Regions from separate parts of the Ovis aries genome. Here region 1 is linked to region 2. A link is a contact called in public Hi-C data. All regions are on one chromosome and are shown on one strand. The core of a region is the stretch at or near the end of the contact, and the rest is flanking DNA. Distances in the headings are between cores, read along the strand shown.

Evidence for each region. A called contact is a pair of places that touch in the nucleus more often than the background predicts.
Region 1: a contact with region 2 is called in a Hi-C map of hypothalamus, with 3 times the contacts expected there. The contact joins two enhancer-like sites.

Annotation. Positions count from the first base shown.
Region 1 is chr12:44,329,937-44,333,255 of ARS-UI_Ramb_v3.0, forward strand. The region is part of intron 11 of RERE (arginine-glutamic acid dipeptide repeats); the gene reads left to right. Among named protein-coding and RNA genes, the nearest start is that of TRNAE-CUC, 67 kb to the left of the region's middle. Within about 2 kb of position 1,430, at least 36 of the 54 cell types and tissues checked have an H3K27ac peak or open chromatin away from gene starts, as enhancers often do. A contact at or near this core is called in hypothalamus, where this site is marked.
Region 2 is chr12:44,077,423-44,080,749 of ARS-UI_Ramb_v3.0, forward strand. All of the region lies in intron 1 of RERE (arginine-glutamic acid dipeptide repeats), which reads left to right. Among named protein-coding and RNA genes, the nearest start is that of RERE, 95 kb to the left of the region's middle. Within about 2 kb of position 1,804, at least 6 of the 54 cell types and tissues checked have an H3K27ac peak or open chromatin away from gene starts, as enhancers often do. A contact at or near this core is called in hypothalamus, where this site is marked.

The DNA.
Region 1 (3,319 bases), core at 180-2,679, 250 kb after region 2:
TGCCCTTCTCCAAACACTGCACCAGTCAGTTCCCGAAGAGTTCTGGATGATGCAGAGTTTTCAGTGGGACTGTGATGTGAGGTGACTGAGTCGATCCTGCCCCGTAGATGTTTACCATGTTGCATTAGACTTTCAGATTCAGACCTGGTACAGTCAGCCTTCCACACCTGCCGGTTGTGCATCAGTGGGTTCAGCCAACTGTAGATCAAAAATATTCAGGGGAAAAAAATTCCAAACAACTTCCAAAAAGCAAACTTGAATTTTTTGCACACTAGCAACTGTTAACATAGCACTTATATTGTATTACAAGTAATCTGGAGATGATTTAAAGTATAGGGGAGGACATGCATATGTTATAGGCCATTTTCTATAAGAGACTCGAGTATCTGAGGAATTTGATATCCTGGAGGGTTTAGGAACCAGTCCTCTTAGGATGCTGAGGGACAGCTATATCCTCAGGCGCTGTAAGTCAGCTTGCTGCTGCTGCTGCTGCTGCTAAGTCACTTCAGTTGTGTCCAACTCTGTGTGACCCCATAGATGGCAGCCCACCAGGCTCCCTGGTCCCTGGGATTCTCCAGGCAAGAACAATGGAGTTGGTTGCCATTTGCTTCTCCAGTGCATGAAAGTGAAAAGTGAAAGTGAAGTTGTTCAGTCATGTCTGACTCTGCGCGACCCCATGGATTGTAGCCTACCAGGCTCCTCCATCCATGGGATTTTCCAGGCAAGAGTACTGGAGTGGGTTGCCATTTCCTTCTCCAGTAAGTCAGCTTACAGTCGAGCATTGGGGAATCACCACCAACCCTCCCAGCCCAGCCACCAGGGGGCGTGGTTCTCGAGGGTCACTGGCCTTCCTTGCCCTCCCTATTCCACAGTGAGAAATCCATGTGAGAGGGAAAACTTGTCATCTCCGGACTGTGTTTCACAACAACTGAAAATGCTCTTGGTTTTATTATTAAGTAATGTGAGCCTGTGACTGCTCAGTTATTGTTTGGTTTGTTTCTTTTAATTTCTCAACATTCATTATTTTCTTCCCGGAGCTTTCTGCACCAGCTGATTTGCTCCACCCACCAGGTCCCCTGACTGGAAGCTGCAGAGCCGTATTTAGGTCAGGGTTCTTGCATGCTGCTGACTTTATCTCATTTACAGTATCACATTTCTGTTGCCATACACTGTGTGATCTGGACCTCCCCACCACTTTTTAACAATTAGTAATTGAGCAGGAAGTGTGTTTTTATTACAGTGGCCTTTTGATTTTGATTTTACAATCATGTAGTGTTTAGCAGAGAGCAGAGGTGGGGAAGTGGCCCTCTGAAACACATTTTTGACAGAGAGAAGTCTGTTGTTTCAGCCACTTGGCTATCTGTCAGCAGTTCTCAGACTTCCCCCTTGTGTTGGTTGCCTGGCAACCTGGGGCTGGAGCAATCAAACCGTGGCCAGTGCTTTTCCAAGCCCAGACTGGGAGATGATTTATTGGTGGAACAGTAAGAACAGTAAACCCAAGCCTCAGAAATGGATCTTATTTTTTTTTCCTTCTTCTTTTTTAAACCAGGGGTTTATACAAACCACATCAAGAAAAAATATAGAAGAAAAAAATATCAGTTGGAAGGTTTAGTTGTAAAAATTTTTAAGCATAAAATTAAGGCCTGTAGTGAACTTGTCATTCTGTGTCAGCATGTGTATAGGATGATATTTTTATTTAGTTGCACTATTACCCTTTGCTTTCTTTTATTGTACTGTAGCACCGAACATTTTACAATTAACACTTTGGAGAGGGGCAGGGGGCATAAATTAGGATACTTGGGATGTCATTCTACCATGAGAAACCCAGCCCAGGCAATGTTCGTGGCCTTCCAGGGGTCATCTGTGAAGCCTTGATAGGATCAGGCTTGGAACGAGAGCCCACCTTGCCTGATGCCTGTGTCTGTATTGTCTGTCTTCTTATTTAATGCAGTGAGCATAAAATGTGGATCACTCTGCTGCTTATTTTTTCAACATTAGCCGAAAACTCCCAAGACCCTGCATCAGTGTCTGCTGTGTTAGTGGGTCCTTAGATTCGTCCTCCTCTTGCTAAGTGTGGAAGTGATCCACACCAGGGAAAGCTGATGGTGTAGGACAAGTCAGTTCTGAACTTCAGGGGCTTCCTGCTTTCACCTTCTTTGCCCCTTCCTCCTCATTTCTAACTTTGCAGCTTAGAAAATTATCTCATGTTGATTAATGTTTGCTATAGAAGTGAGTGTTAGAGCTCTTTTTGATGGTTCTCCTTCATAAAGTCTCAAATACTTTCCAGTATTGCAAGTGAATGGAGAAGGAAATGGCATCTCACTCCAGTGTTCTTGCCTGGAGAATCCCAGGGACAGAGGAGCCTGGTGGGCTGCCGTCTGTGGGATTGCACAGAGTTGACAGGACTGAAGCGACTTAGCAGCAGCAGCGATGCAAGTGAAGAATATGGGGGGGAGGGGCAGACTGCATGGGGGAGGGGACAGAAGAGCCTCAGCCTGATTTAGCAGGCTAAGCATTTCCTAAGTATTTCTTTGTGTAAGATTTTAAGGAAACTTTGGAACTCAAACCTTACTCTGTTTACAGCCCAGTGGACCCAACCGTGTATGTAAATGTACTATTAGTGTGTTTGTGCTCCATGTAAATGGGGCTTCTCAGGTGGCGCAGTGTTAAAGACTCTGCCTGCTAATGCAGGAGACAGGAGACCTGGGTTTGATTCCTGGGTCAGGAAGATCCCCTGGAGTAGGAAATGGCTGCCCACTCCAGTATTCTTGTTTGGGAAATCCCATGGACAGAGGAGCCTGGCAGGCTACAGTCCATGGGGTTGCAAAGTGTCAGGTGCACACTTTGTGCACACTGAGTGCACACATGGGCACAAGCACACACACACACTCACATACACACATTCCTTGTAAATACTTGGATTAAATCTGTGTGTGTAATTTACACACAGCTGTGTTCACACTCCCTTAACAGCAGTATTTGCAGTGAGAGTGAGGTATCATGGCAGCACTGTTCTAAACAAAAAACCAACAGAGCAGCCCTGGTGTGGGACCCTCTCTTGATGCCTGTCTTGTGACAGGCTACCCTCAGGGGATGGTATGAGACCAGAAGGTGCCTTTTCGAGACTGATAGATGGGGATCTGCCCGTTGAGGAGTTTTGCCTTTTGTGATTGAAATACACTTCCTTTCCTCCTCCATCCCTTGCATTTCCTAAAGGATACTTGATTTTCCTCCCGATTTGGAGAGCATTTAAAGTGACCAAAGTTAAATACGGAATCCCAGCCCTTGACATGTTACAGAGAAAGGGAGACAAAGTCCA
Region 2 (3,327 bases), core at 554-3,053:
TCCTCTCTGACCTTATTACTAGTTCATTGTCATCTCCCTGTCCTGTCCCTCTGGCCCTTTTGCTGTTCCTGAGACACTGCTGAACACACTAGCCTTGGCCCTGGAGATTCCAGCTGTCTGGAATGCCTTTCTCTAGAGATCCCCTTGGAGCTTTAGGCTAACTGCCTGACCTCCTTAAAAGGCTTGCTCAGGTGTCATTTCGCTCAGGTGTCCTAGCTTGAGCACCTAGCTTGAGCACTGTTTTTAATGTGGTAGCTGGCGTGCTGCCCCCTGCACACTCTTCATCTTCCTTAGCTTGCTCTAAGGTTTTTCTTCCTTATTAGCTCATTGGGTACACTGTAGTATATCTGTGGGTCCTTTGTTTCCCCCTGCAGAACATGTGGCCAGGACTCTCTTTTTGTTTTGTTCACAGGTGTGTTCCAAATGCTTGTTAAGAACAGTGTCAGTTCGATACATTTTTGTTGAATGATTAGAGCATCTGACCCATAGTAGGCTCAGTAGTTTTTTTTTTTTATGGCATGAATAAAATATTTAGGAAATTTGGGAATACAAAAAATGAATAAAACATGCTTTATGCCCTTAAGTATTTCCAGTTAGCAGTGGAGACCAATATGTAAGAAAATAACTTTAAACCTGTGAGAATTGTAGCAGTAGAATATGTGGAGGGTAAAGAGGTGGCATTAAGTTGTGGTTAACTCGCTGGGGGTGGAGATACTTCAAAATCAGTGCCCCTGAAAGGGATGAGTCTAAATTTAAAAGCCTTAGCCATGCAGGAACCTGCATAAACTCAGAACTTGTTTGTCCAATGTGAAATGAGGAGGAAGATTCCTAACATCAAGATTACTATTTTATTTTTTGTTTTTAAAGAGTAAGATTAGTAATAGTCTCCTCTTGGAGAAGGATCTCATAGAAATTTTCAAGTGCATAGTTTTTTCCTGGGCAAGTTATTAACCAGAGTGCTTCTCTACACAACATTCACCAATTCTTGGTTCCTTTCCCCGTTTCATTCTGTACTTTCCAAGCCTTAGTTATTTCAAGCAATTGATCAGTCAATAAGTATTTATTTGTTAAAAACTCACCTAGGTATGGGTGGAAATTGCTTTGTTGTTGTTCAGTCGCTCAGTCAGGTCCGACTCTTTGCAGCCCCTTGGACTGCAGCACACCAGGTTTCCCTGTCCTTCTTCATCTCCCAGAGCTTGCTCAGACTTGTGTCCATTGAGTTGATGATGCCATCCAACCATCTTGTTGCTTACTGGAAATACATTGATCTCATTAAAACAACAACAAAGTCCTTGGCCAATTAATTGTGTGCCTTACCCCCACCAAGGGTACACATTTAAATAAATAAGTGTTTTAGAAAAAAAATCAGGGCTTTTAATCCATTAATGATAGATAGGCCTGCTTTTACTAGTCCAGAGGAAATGGAAAATTATTTGAATACAGTACTTGTGACTCTGTAGAAGCCCTTTCTTTGGTAGACACATCTTATCTCTAGCTTGAAGCAGATGGCATATCTCCATTGTTTGTTCCTCTGTGTTTGTTTTATGTAAACTGGTATTATTTTAATAATTTCATATGTTCTGCTTTGGTAGGTATGTGTAGAGGATTGTCTGTTGGAAATATATCTATCTGCTCCTCCCCTCCTACCTCCTAAGGTGTCTAAATACCCCTTAGGCTTCTTTGGATATTTAGTAATATCTTGAGGACATAAATTGGGAGCACAGAGAATCAGATCACTTAATTTCATCCAGTTCGCTGGCTGGAAGGCTTAGACAATAGCATGTTGAGATTGCTTGCCTCTGTATGCAAGTCTTGTTCCATTGGGATGAGGAGGACTGGGAGGGAGGAGCCAAAGAACAGGCTTCCTACTGAGACAGGGGCTGCCTGTTGTGATCATTGCTTTGCTTGCAGGACCCAGCTGAGTACCTGTCCAGACACTCCTCCTATGTTCAGATAAAGTAGCAGCAGTGGTAACAGAATGAAAAGCAAAATGTTGTCTTTCCTGCCCTCTCTCGCATTCCCCCTCCCCACTTTTACTGAGTAATGTTCTCTGTAAACAAATAATGAATTGCTAACCTCACTGAGCTCCTTGGAAGAAAAGCTATGACAAACCTAGACAGTGTATTAAAAAGGGATGTTACTTTGCCAACAAAGTTCCATATAGTCAGAGCTATGGTTTTTCTAGTAGTCATGTACAGATGCGGGAGTTGTACCATGAAGAAGGCTGAGTGCCGAAGAATTGATGCTTTTGAACTGTGGTGCTGGAGAAGACTCTTGAGAGTCCCTTGGACAGCAAGGAGATCAAACAAGTCAATCCTAAAGGAAATCAGTCCTGAATATTCATTGGAAGGGCTGATGCTGAAGCTGAAGCTCCAGTACTTTGGCAACCTGATATGAAGAGCTAACTCATTGGAAAAGACCCTGATGCTGGGAAAGATTGAGGGCAGGAGGAGAAGGGGATGACAGAGGATGAGATATGAGATAGTTGGATGGTATCACCAACTCAATGGGCATGAATTTGAGCAGACTCTGGGTGATAGTGAAGGACAGGGAAGCCTGGTTTGTTGCAGTCCATGGAGTTGCAAAGAATTGGACACGACTTAGTGACTGAACAACAACCCCCCACTGCAGGAAACGTTGGTTCAGTCTTTGGGTTGGGAAGATCCCCTGGAGAAGGAAATGGCAACCCACTCCAATATTCTTGCCTGGGAATTACATAGACAGAGGAGGCTGGTGGCCTCAGTCCATGGGGTCGCAAAGAGTCAGACATCACTTCGTGACTGAACTGCAATATCACTGATGGGGCAATTTGGGCCCAGGCTGATTGTTTTCATCAGTTTCTTACCAATGAGTCCATGGTGGAGTTTGGGCTCACAAACTCAGTGTTCATTAGAGCATCTCTTGTGGGCCCTGCATTCGGCTCAAGGCTTTGCTTGAATCATTTCATTTCATTGTTGTGATAACTGTATGTAGGAGGTACTGTTATAGTCACATTTTACACATGAGCGTATACTTGCCCAAGATCACTCTGTGAGTGAATTGTGGAGCAAGGACAGTGTTGGCCATCTGACTCCAGAGCTGGCACCTTTCACCATCAGACTAAAGTACCCAAAGACTGGACAGCTTGGTCAAGAGCTGGGGCTGAAATGTTGCCTCCTGCTCTTAGAGGAGCCGTGAGGAGAGAGCCTCACTCACCACTAAGATCCCCTGGAAAAATACCCAGAATTACATCTCACTGCTGGTGAAATGAAAGAACTGTGTTAGCCCCCAGAACTGAAGAAATTTCAGCTGACTTGGTGCCTTGTTGGAGGTCAGAGGTGATTGACT